Regions from separate parts of the Mus musculus genome. Here region 2 is linked to region 1. The links are chromatin contacts, called in public HiChIP or PLAC-seq maps. All regions are on one chromosome and are shown on one strand. Each heading gives the region's core, a stretch centred on a gene start, on an enhancer-like site or on the middle of the called end of the contact. The rest is flanking DNA. Distances are from core to core; before and after follow the strand shown.

Region 1 (5,935 bases), core at 2,302-4,801:
GAGATCAGAAGTTTAAAGTAATCCTCTATAACCCATTTTTAAAAATTCAATATATTAGTCAATAGTATTCCTGTACTCCCTACTCCCTTGCAGTTTATGCAATACACAATTATTCCATATAAAATAAAATTCAGTGTATCACATTTTTTCCCATTGTAACATTCTGAAAGTTGGATAGTATATGGCCTCTAGGTTGTTTCCTCCCCACTCCTCATCACAGATAGTGTTCTAATAGAATCTTGAATGTTTATACTTCCAGTGGATTAGCTTTTACCACTGGAGGGCCTGGGAGAAGTAAGTGTATGTGTAATTAACTTTTTTGCTGTTGAAGATTTATTTTTAGTAATGTATTTGTATCTGTGAATAGCTATTGCGTGTGAGTCCAGGTGCCAGAAGAGCCCAGAGAGAATATCAGATACTCTGGAGCTGGAGCAGCAGGCAGTTGTGAGCTGTGAGCTGTGGAAGCTGGAAATGTCAGTTGGGTCTTCTAATAAAGCAGGAAGTGCTCTTGCCTGCTAAACCATCCAGTGGCCCTTAACTTTTAAAGATATTGCCAGTACCAACTTACTTTCTCATTAGTAGCCATGGAAGATTATGTTAGCTCTCCTTTTAATTTTGCTAGTCTGATGACTCAGAAAGTATTTAGTTTTGATTAGGTTTTTATTGATTAATGGTGTGTATGTGTGTGTATATGTAAGTCAGTACAATTTTATCTATCTATCTATCTATCTATCTATCTATCTATCTATCTATCTATTTTTATTTTTATTTTTACTTATTTACTTTACATCTCACTCAGTGGCCCCCTTCCGGTCACCTCCTTCTACAATCCTTCCCCCTTCCCCTTCTCCTTTGAGTAAGTGAGGGCCCCCATGGGTAGCCCCCCTCCTTGTACATCAAGTCTCTGTGAGGCTGGGCACTACCTCTACCACTGAGGCCAGACAAGGCAGTCCAGCTAGATGAACATATTCCATGTACAGGCAACACCTTTTGGGATAACCCCTGCTCCAGTTGTTTGAGACCCATATGAAGGTCAATCTGCACCTCTGCTACCAATGAGTGGGAAGGCCTAGGCCCAGCCTTGTTATGTTCTTTGGTTGGTGGTTCAGTCTCTAAGAGCCCCGAGGGTCCAGGTTAGTTGACTCTATTGGTCTTCCTGTGGAGTTCCTATCTCCTTAGAGGCCATAATCCTTTCTCCTATACTTCCATAAGAGTCCCTAAGCTTCATCCACTGGTGGGCTGTGGGTGTCTGTATCTGAGTCAGCTCCTGGGTGGAGCCTCTGAGAGGACAGCCATGCCAGACTCCTGTTTGTAAGCATAACAGTATTATTAATAGTGACAGGGACTGGTGCTTGCCCATAAGATGGGTCTCAAGTTGGACTGGTTATTGGTTGGCTGTTCCCTTAGTCTTGCCCTCCACCCCTGGGTCTCTGCATTTCTTGTAGACACTATAAATTTTTGGTTGAAAGTTTTGTGGGTGGGTTGATGTCCCTGTTGCTCCATTGGGGTTACTGCTTGGCTATAGGAGGTGGCCTCTTCTGGTTCCATATCCTTCACATTGTGAGTCATAGCTAAGGTCACCCTCATTGATTTTCGGGTACCTTCCTTATCTCTTCTTGGAGATGCTTCCTACCTCCCCACCACTGTCAGTTGCAGATTTCCATTCATTCTCATAGACAGATGTTCATTGCACCTGTTCCTCCCTACACCTGATTCTGAACCCCCTTCCCCTCCCTTCCCCTTCTCTTCTCCCTCCCCCTCCCTCCCTACATCTGCTTCTTATGACTATTTTATCCCCCCTTCTAAGTGAGATTCAAGCACCCTCACTTGTGCCTTCCTTCTTGTATAGGGAAGTCAGTACAATTTTAGAGAGAGGTATATGCCTCATCTGTATATGGATAGAAGACCGAGTCATGGGCTGTTGCATCTTTCTCATTTAAGAAGCTGTCTTCTCAGAAAACGCAGGCTATCTGACCTGTGAACTTCTGGTGCTTCTGTCCTCTTTCCCATCTAACTGTGGGTGTACTGAAGTCATACAAAGATGTGTGACACTGTCCTGGGCTCCCCACCCCCTTTTTAAAATATGGTTCTGGGAATGGAACTCCTTGTCAGGTTTGCATAAAGCACTTTTACCCGAGGAACCATCATGTGTCCCGATCAAGTTTTGTTTTTGAACACTGTTTCACTTTGGAGCTTTGGCTCATCTGAACCTCACTATGTTGACCAGACTGGCCTCCAACTCAGAGGTCCACCTGCCTCTGCCTCCTAAGTGTTGGGATTAAAGGGATGTGCCACCATGCCCAACAGTTCACTGTGTTTCAAACACAGCTTTATAACCACCAGCACAACCAATGAAGAAATCTTTTATCACCCTAAACAGTCCCTTTTAGCAGATTCTGTTTTCCCATTTACAACTCTAATCTGCTTTTGTTGGTATTATTGTTTTTTAAAGAGACTTATTTATTTCTATTTTATGTGTATGGATGCTTTTTTTCCTGTATGTTTGTCTGTAACCCACTTATGGGCAGTGTCTGCAGACTTAAGAAGAGGACAACAGATCCCCTGGAACTGGAGTTACAGACTTTTGTGAGCTGTCATGTGGATGCTAGTAATCAAACCTTGCTCCTCTGGAAGTGCAGCCAGTGCTCTTAACTGCTGAGCCATCTCTTCAGTACTGTTTTCTTAAAAACAAAAGTTCGAGGCCAGCTTGGTCTACAGAGTGAGTTCCAGGACAGCCAGGGTTACATAGAGAAACCCTGTCTCAAAAAACCAACAAAACACAAAACACAAAACAAAACAAAACAACAAAACAAAACACAAAACATTTTATTTTTTTGTGTTCAAAATGGAGAAATTTAGTTGTAACTTTTTTGTTGGTTAATCTTCATTGTCAAATTGTCTGGGTTCAGAAACATCTAGGATATTGGTGAAATACACCTTTGACACGGGCTTGGAGCACTTATTGTTCTTCCAGAAGATTGGAGATTAATTCACAGCAACTAAGAGACAGCTTACAACTGTCTGTTATTCCAGCCCTCGAGAATCTGACACCTTTTTCTGGTCTTGAGGGCACTGCAGCATGTGATGCAGACATACATGCAGGCAAAACACTCATAAGGGGAAAAAAAAAAAAACATAGCTTACTTCCACTAATGATTGTCAAGAAAAGAGGTGTATTTGGCTGAATTTTAGTATTTTTCACCTATAATCGTGTTTTTGTTAAATTATGCAGTAAATAAAAAATAAGGCTCTAGAACAAAATTATAACATCAGGAGAGTCCTGGAGATGCTGAGGTAGGGGACTCTCATACTCTGAGCCAACCCTCTCAAAAGACAGAATCGTGGTAGAAAATGAATATCCATGAGTCATCAGTAACTTAGTTATAATTCTATAAATAAAGGTGAGGAGACGTTTCTTCCTGATCGCAATGCCTTGCTCCTGCCTCTCCGCAGCTGCAGGTACTGGTGCAAGACTCTCAGATCAGAGTGCACAGCAGTCAGAAGCAACTGAACCTCTAGGACGCGTGCGCGTCGCAGGACCAGGATCTGCGCATGCGCAGTTGTTGCGACCATGGCCGCCGCCGGCATCCTGTAGTGAGTCCTTCCGCGCCTCGGTGCCTTTCTGTTCCTTAGCTTCCCCTCTGAGTGTCTTGCGGGAGGGAGTCGAGGGGTGCTGGAGGGGTGGCGTGCAGAGCGTTTGGGTTTCACGCGGGCCGTGGGAGTTTCGGGCTCACCCGGAGGGTGTGAGCGGGGACATCGCTGTCCCCGCGGGTGTGTACACCCCCGGGTCGGAGGGGTCCCTGACTGGCTGGTGTAGATGCTCTCCGCGCTGCTGTCGGGTGAGGCTGTCCCTCTTTCCTGCTCGTTACTTAGGGCGTCCTTGTCTCGAGCCCCGCTGTTCTCGGAGGTTTTGCCGAGATCCTTTGGGCACCCGGCCCTTCTTATTTGCCGGTTTCAGGCTGAGTTGGCTGCCAGACTCCAATGAGCGACGGGGCTGTTTTCCATGGAATCTTCTAGGTGGCTTTCCCTTAACTCTGTTGATACTTGCAAAATCAGTCAATCAATCAATCAATCAATCAGCCTATCCGTCCATCCATCATCTATTTAACTATCCCTCCTCCCCTCCCCAGGGAGGTTCATGTATCATCCCTCCTTTGCTTTGTTCCTTCTCTAGTTTGCTGTTTCTTCCTTGGTTTTCAATGGTTTTATTTCCCTGGAAAAACACACTTTTGTTCATCCTCCTCCAACAACTTTTCCTCCATTCTCCCCCTGCCTTCTCCTAGTCTTCTAATTTGAAAGATTTCACACCCACAGCTAAATTGCAGGCATAATTTAATAGATAATGACGAAACCATCCGGGTTATCACGTATTAACATTTTGCTACATTGGCTTTTCCTTTCTTTTAAACACATGCCCACTATAGTTTACACACATAATGAATGTAGCACAGGCAGGCATGATAGTGTGTGTGTGGGCTGGGTTACTAGAAGTAATACTTTGAATATTCTGACACTACACATTGAAATTCTTTAGTGATGATTCTCTTTAAAATGTGAACCTTGCTTTTTTTTTTTTTCCTTTTCCATGAGCAAAGGAGAATGGGTATCCTACCATCCTCCCAGTGGCCACATGAATGAAATTAATGTTAATCTTGTGAGGTTGGAGAGACTCGGTGGTTAAGAGCACTTGCTGCTCTTCAGAGGACTTGAGTTTGGTTTCCAGCACCCAAGCTTTGGGACTTATAGCACCTGTAGGTCCAGCTCCAAAGGATTTACCCAGGTATCCAACGCACTGTTCTGGCTTTAGAGAGTGTCAACACATAGGTGACATTCACTCATATGGACACACATATACCAATATGTAAAAAGAAATGTTTCAGAACAAAAGTCTCTGCCAACAACCTTAACTGCCTGTTTAATCCTCAAGAGGACATGGAATTCCATGCCCCCACCCTGATCTATGATAGAATGTTATTGGGACCAATCATTGTATAACTTATATATATATAAGTTTAAAAATTTTTTTTAAAACTGCATTGTGCCAAGGTTCATTCCAGGATCATGTGTGGCATTAAGTTTGTCTTTTCAATCACCTTCAACTATTAATGCTATTTCTCTTTGATAATTTTGTAATTTTAAAAAAAGATTTATTTATTTTATGTATGTGAGTACACTGTAGCTGTACAGATGGTTGTGAGCCTTCATGTGGTTGTTGGGAATTGAATTTTTAAGACCTTTGTCCTGCTCACTCTGGTCAACTCTGCTCGCTCCGGCCCAAAGATTTATTTATTATTATATGTAAGTACACTGTAGCTGGCTTCAGACACAGCAGAAGAGGGCGTCAGATCTCATTACGGGTGGTTGTGAGCCACCATGTGATTGCTGGGATTTGAACTCAGGACCTTTGGAAGAGCAGTCAGTGCTCTTACCCGCTGAGCCATCTCACCAGACCAATTTTGTAATGTTTTGATGGATGTTTCTTACAAGACATAGGGTGTTATCTTGTGGGGTGTGCCTTTGTTTAGTTCACTGACAATCCTTTTCTTGCCTTGCAGATAATCACATAAGTAAAACACGTAAAGTTGGTAGTGGTCAATTTTTGGTCATGTGGTTAAAGTGCTTGCTGTTATTAGTAAATCATTCTTGGGGTTGCTACTTTAAATTCTTTGTTACTGTTTTGATTTTTAAATGCCCAATATTCCTGGTTTTTCCTCGTTTTCAAATTGTTAGATGTTTCTTTTTCTTTTTTTCTTTTGGTATGTTTTATACTTACAGTCTTTTAGAGAAGTTCTTTACCCTGGTAACTTGGATAACTCCTTAGTTCTGTATTTTGCTTTATATCTTTTCTTAGCTCAGTATTTTACCTTAAGACCTCTCTCTCCGTCTCCCCTGTGCCCCCCGCCCCCTGGCACCCTGTGTGTGTGGGGGGTTGGTT
Region 2 (5,935 bases), core at 1,428-3,927, 400 kb after region 1:
TCTGCTCTTGACCATGGATGTGACATGTGTCTGTGCGTTTCTGTGTGTCTGTATGTCTATGTCTGTCTGTCTGTATCTTTGTGTGTTTGTGTGTGTGTATATGTATATGTATGTGTGTGTGTGTGTGTGTGTGTGTGTGTGTGTGTGTGTGTGTGTGTGTGTGTGTTTCAGGTTAACACCTTGGGTGTCCCTCAGTGTTGAATCATATTCTGGAAAGGATGATACGATCTCAGATCTCAGTTGAGGGGACTGGAAATGTGAGTGAAACTTAGCAAAAGGCCTTTGTCAGTGGTGGAAGAGGTGGAATGTCTGTTTTGTTATCTCTGAGTCCATCCTTCAGATGACTGTTGAGACATAGTTCTTTAAATGAACACAGCTGTCTGTGTAAACAAATAGGCTTTAGGTCTTATAGATACTTCTGTTGGACTCAAGATGTCCTGGAAGTTTGGGTTCTAAAATGTTGAACCAAACTCTCAGAGGACTAAAGTCTCAGGTGTCTTAAAAGTTTTCTTCCTAAGCTTTGTGAGAGGGTGTTTGCCTGCATGTATGTATGTGTACCATGTATTTTCAGGTGCCTGTGAAGACCAGAAATTGTTAAGTTCCCTGGAACATCAGCTAAAGATCGGGTGCTGAAAAATGAATCCTGCCCTCTACAAGAACAACAAATGCCCTTAACCACTGGGTTATCTTTTCAGACCCAAAGACAAATATTTTAAATAATTATTACATTGTATCTTTTGAAAACCAGGAATTAAATTGTATATGTATGGACTAATGAGTCATTTCATCAGGGATATAAACTAGGCCACATCTGGTGATGAATTCCATTTTTTAAAACTTAATCTAACGGGTATGGGTATTTTGCCTATATGTGTATCCGTGGATTGTTTGTAGGACTGGTTCCTGCAGAGGTCAGAAGAGGGGATCAGATCCTCTGGACGTGAAGTTACAGAAAGTTGTGAGCCACCATATAGCTACTTGGAATTGAACCTGGTTATTCTGCACGAGCAGCCAGTACTCTTAACTGATGACCCATCTATCTAGCTTAAATTCCAGATGTTGGGCCTCAAACCTGGAACAAAGAGCTAACTGAGGTACCTATTTAACATAATCAAAGTGGAGTTGGCTACCCGGTTCTCCTTTAGTCCCTACCTGTTGCAGGGTATGACTTTCCAGTTCAGGAAGTGGGCTGCCCTCCCTCCAGCTGCCCTTCACTATATAATCCAGCCATTTTGGTTACTTGATCTGTTTTTCTACTCTTGTCTCTCCTATCTCTCCTCTCCCCTACCCTCTCTCCTAGCACTGCCTATCTCAGGGTCATGTTCACTCTGGACTCTGTCTGGCAATGCTCTCCTCATGTGTACAACAAACCTCCTCCACCATATCTAGGAGCAAGGCATTTTTAAATTTTTAAAAAATTTCATTCAGCAGTTTCTTGACAAATATATATTTGGGGCAACTGGAAGACATAGTGAATTTATAAATTCTTAAGGCAACTGCTTCTTTGGAAGTTGAACAAGACATACTAAATGAAAAATATAAAATTGGATCTGCGCATTAGGCACAATCACTAGAAAATAGGTAGGAAAGCAGCTGTCTGTGGGAACAAGAGGCAAAGATGTCCCTTTAGCTTCTGATCTACGGTAGTCAAAACATTGTTCCTTATCTTCCATACAATGTACCCAATTAACATTGTTTTTGTCTTGTCATTAACTGAGTATACAGGGAGTTAAAAATTTAGTTATCAATGATTTTGAATGAAAGCGTTTGAACAGCAATAAAAATGCATATTATAGCCAAGCCAACAGTTTTTGCACACATATGTGTATGTGTACAAGTACGGGTACAGGCATGGGTATAGGTATGTATGTATGATGTACACACACACACACACACACACACACACACACAGAGAGAGAGAGAGAGAGAGAGAGAGAGAGAGAGAGAGAGCATTTGTGTGTGAGCACTGGTGAGGGGTTCTTAAAGGCACATGGGTGACACGAATATCTGAAATACCATAAAGTCTCATCCATCATGGATGGGATGACCTCTTGAGAACTGCATCATGGAGTCCCTGAGTGTATACATAAATATACAGATACACAAGCACACATATAGTGCCTAAACTACTATACGGAATATGTTCATTTGAATTTGTTTCTTTATAGCCTCTTGATGCACAAAGAACTTCATGGTGTCTGAAATAAGACATCATCACAGTGGCTATCAGCCATACAACAGATCCCAGGAATACTGAAACAGTTTTATTTAAGTATCTTTCCTCGCCAGAAAGCTGTAGTCACAAACTCATATAAGCATGCCTGTTTTCTTTTAAACTAAGTTCATAGGGGTCAGGCTTGGGGGCAGGGTACCTGCCTGGGGAGCGACGGAAACTACATTTCCCGGGATGCAATACGCGAGACGATGGGGGTGGAGTTGAGCCCGTGGAAATTCGGCATTTATTTGTATTATTATTTTTTGGGGTGTGTGTTTGTGGACTAGTGCGCGGTTCGTGTCTGGAGCTAGATTTCCAGCGTGGTCTTTTTGGTGGTCGTTTAGGCGTTTCTGAGGTTTGTTTACCTAACTGGAAGCTCGGCGAGGTGGGCAGTTCTTATGGCAGAGCGCAAAGAGCTGCTCTGTGTTACAGAGGCCCTGCTGAGGCCCAGCGACTCCGCCCACATGCCCCGAGCCAGGCCTAGGGAAGAGACCTCGGCGACCTGGTCCTTGCTTCCTCTACAGAATCCAATGGCTGTGGCCATGCACAGGAACATAGCCCAGGTAAGTGCTGCGTCTTGCGCTGTCACCCGAGCGCTAGAGCCCCGGAAGAGGCCCCATCATGACCCTGAAGTTCCTAGTTGGTGCTCCTGGCAGCAGAACAGCTGTGTGCAGGGGTTTGTGAGTGTTGCAGAGGGATGCCTCCTGAAAGGGCTGCTAGGCAGGGAAGATTTTGAGTCCTAGTAGCCAAGTGTTTGTAGAAGCAGTTGTGAGGTCGATTTGCACCTGAGGAATTTGAGTTTAATTCTTCAGACACCGGGAGCCAGTGAGAATTGTGAACAGAGATCCTATTCGGGAATAGGATTCTAAATTTTCCTGAAGTTACTCAGAGCAAGGACAAACAGGAGGAGATATGAGGGGCAGGAGAGAGTTGTGCCACCGGTGTGACAGCTCTCAGGTGAGATTCAGAATTGTGGACCACTGCATAGACAGATTTGTAGTAATCCCAGGCCTTCTGACCCCACGGTGATCAGGGTCACTGTGTGACTGAAGCCTGTGAAGACCGCCTATGGCTGCTAGATTCTAAGAGCCTCCTCCTTTTTTCAGGTTCCCCTGACTTCAGAACCAGTTATGGAGCTTGGCCTGGTAAGTGGATCCTGCCATTACCCTCATGCTACCAACAGGTTTTAGGTTAGTGGTGTCCTTGGTCTATTATCTCAGTGTGCCCTAGTAGCCTGGTGCCTTGCAGTCTTGAACAGGTTAGGTACATAACCCAGAGATGTGTAGGCTGTGAGTTGTATGAAATTCTTGGCAAGTGTGAACAGAAGTGTAGAAGGTTGCTTCTCCCACGGTGTGTGCCAGTATGTGCCTGTGCCTGAAGGGGAGACTGAATTACTTAGGCATGTGCAGAAAGATCTTTCTCCTTAGAATAAGGATCAGTGAGGTGAAGGTGTCAGACCCAGAATAATTCTCTGAAAAGCAGAATGTGTACTTTATATGTAGAAATGACAATGGGAAATTTGGGTGTGGAGAAGGCTGGCAAGCCAACTTATTCTCCTCAGGCTCCTTGTTGCCGGCTGCTGCACGGGAAACCGACTGTGGAAGAAGGGAAATGGTGTTGTGTAGACAGTAATTCTGTGGAGACATGAACAAGCATCTAGGAGTCCCAGATAGGGAAGAGAGGACAGACCAAAGTACAACTTGGTAAGCCAGTGAGCTTTACTGGGGTTACTTACAGGAGTATGAGTGAGGGAACATTAGATAGCCGTGTCAACAAAACCCACCCCAGCATGGATTGATGACTCTAGGAAACTGGAACCCTAGAGCACATGGTATAAACTTGGAGATAGTGTGACAGGTTTTAGTGTCTTTGCTAGGCATCACATCTGGTCTGATCACTTCGACTATCTCTGCTCTTTATACTGGGCTGAAAGGGGTCTAGTGCATCACAATGTAGCTCAAGCTAGCTTTGAACTTGTGACAGTCTCCTAAGTACTGGAATTATAGGCATGAGTTATAATACCCGGCTTCCACTGGTAATTGTTGGTGGGTGTCTTAGGGCTTTATCGCAGTGAAAAGACACCATGACTCTGGCAATTCTTAGAAAGGAAACATTTAATTGAGGTTGGCTTATAGTTTTAGAGGTTAGTCTGTTAACAGAAATATGTAATCTCAGTCAGTGGTTTTGCCCTCCCTTTGATCATTTGGTTCCTGGATAAATGATACACAACTTTTATTATTATAATAAGCCTTCATCAACACTAGAGCTGGGCAGATATCTACCCTCTATGCTATTAGAATCTATTTCTCCACCAATAACCCCAAGGCATAATTTGCCATGTTCCATCTGGGCAGCTCTTAACTCCAATTTGCTAGCCCTCATGGCTATATCATGATTTACCTAACCCATGGTGGCTTCCTCTTCTCTTCACCTTCTATCTGTTTGTGCTTTTGCTCAGACCTCAACCTTGAGAACCTCAAACCTGACCTGTGTCTCTTCTGCCCAGTTGGCTGTCAGTATCTTTATTTAATCAAGGACCAAGGTCATGCTGTACACATGTGTGGAATCTCTGTGGGCAACCAGGCTTTGGGGGTCAGTGTCTAGCATTACAATACATAGTAAATGACCAAACCTCAACATTAGTTCATTATTGTCCTGACAGGAAGCATGGCAGTGTGCATGTAGACATGGTGTTGGAGGAGCGAAGAGGTCTACATCTTGGTCTGCAGGCAGCAAAAGGAGACTGTGTCACTGGACATAGCTTGAGCAACTGAGACCTCAAAGCCCACCTCCATGATGATATACTTCCTCTAACAAGGTTACACCTCCTCCAACAAGGCCACACCTCCTAATAGTGCCACTCCCTCTAGGCCAAGTATTCAAATTCATGAGTCTACAGGGGCCAAATCTATTCAAAACACCACAGTGGGTGAGGTTGAACCAAAGAATAGCATCAGGTAGGATACCATCATTACAGGGTTGGGGCTGCTTTGTAGTGGGGTCTGTGAGAGGTTGGGGAATTCCTCAAGGACTCTGTGGATCCTATGTGTTGAGTAACCAATGGGTAGGCCAAGGGGCTGCTTCCAGTGTGTAGCTATGGTTGTATGTATAGAGAGGTGTGTGGAACAAAAAGGTGGAAGTGCAAATTGATGATCTCAAGGTCTTGACATAGTAATGAAAGTTGCAAATCCTTGTTTGGTTGTATATGGAATGAGGGATGGGCAGGACTACTGGGCAGTTCTATGGTAGTAAAGCATGCAGCTCTACATGCCAGGGCCAGAATTAGATGTTGCCTATCATCCTTCTATGTGTTAGTGATGGGCATGAGTAGTCAGTGAGATTGAGAACCTGGTGTAAGTAGTACTCAGGCCTATATCTCATCATGGGCAGATAAGATTAGATGGGAGATGTGCATTACATTGGAGTCTTCAGAAGGAAATGGATCATAAACTTCTTTTTTTCCTATGATTCAGGGCCATGTAATCCTGAGGGTGTAGCTGTGGGAATGAAATCATACAAGAAAAGTACGATTCAGAGAGCTGTGTTTGGGAGTAGGGAGATGGCTCAGTGGGCAAAGTGCTTGCTTTTCATGGATGAGGACCTGAGTTCAGATTTCCAGCATCCATATAAAGCATGGGCCCTGTGGACCATGTCTGTAACCTCAGCAGTGGGATTGAGGGTGGGGAGCAGAGACAGGAAGATCCCTGGACGTCACTGGCT

Evidence for each region. HiChIP or PLAC-seq counts read pairs in DNA pulled down with a chosen protein or histone mark.
Region 2: an H3K4me3 HiChIP or PLAC-seq map of embryonic stem cells shows a contact between it and region 1, with 4 times the contacts expected there. The contact joins the promoter of Zfp551 here to the promoter of Zfp329 in region 1. A contact is called at or near these places in 5 of 39 promoter capture datasets (the 3T3-L1 cell line, cranial neural crest, embryonic stem cells and 2 more), 3 of 484 Hi-C or Micro-C datasets (cortical neurons, forebrain and uterus), 5 of 115 datasets of contacts at active chromatin or transcription factors (embryonic stem cells, large pre-B cells, neural progenitor cells and 1 more) and 1 of 9 other capture datasets (adipose tissue).

What each region holds. Positions count from the first base shown.
Region 1 is chr7:12,816,476-12,822,410 of GRCm38.p6, reverse strand. Zfp329 (zinc finger protein 329) reads left to right here and starts at 3,551. Exons shown (of 2, transcript NM_026046.3): 1 at 3,551-3,594.
Region 2 is chr7:12,419,233-12,425,167 of GRCm38.p6, reverse strand. Zfp551 (zinc fingr protein 551) reads left to right here and starts at 2,677. Exons shown (of 4, transcript NM_001033820.3): 1 at 2,677-2,778; 2 at 3,322-3,360. The coding sequence starts at 2,680.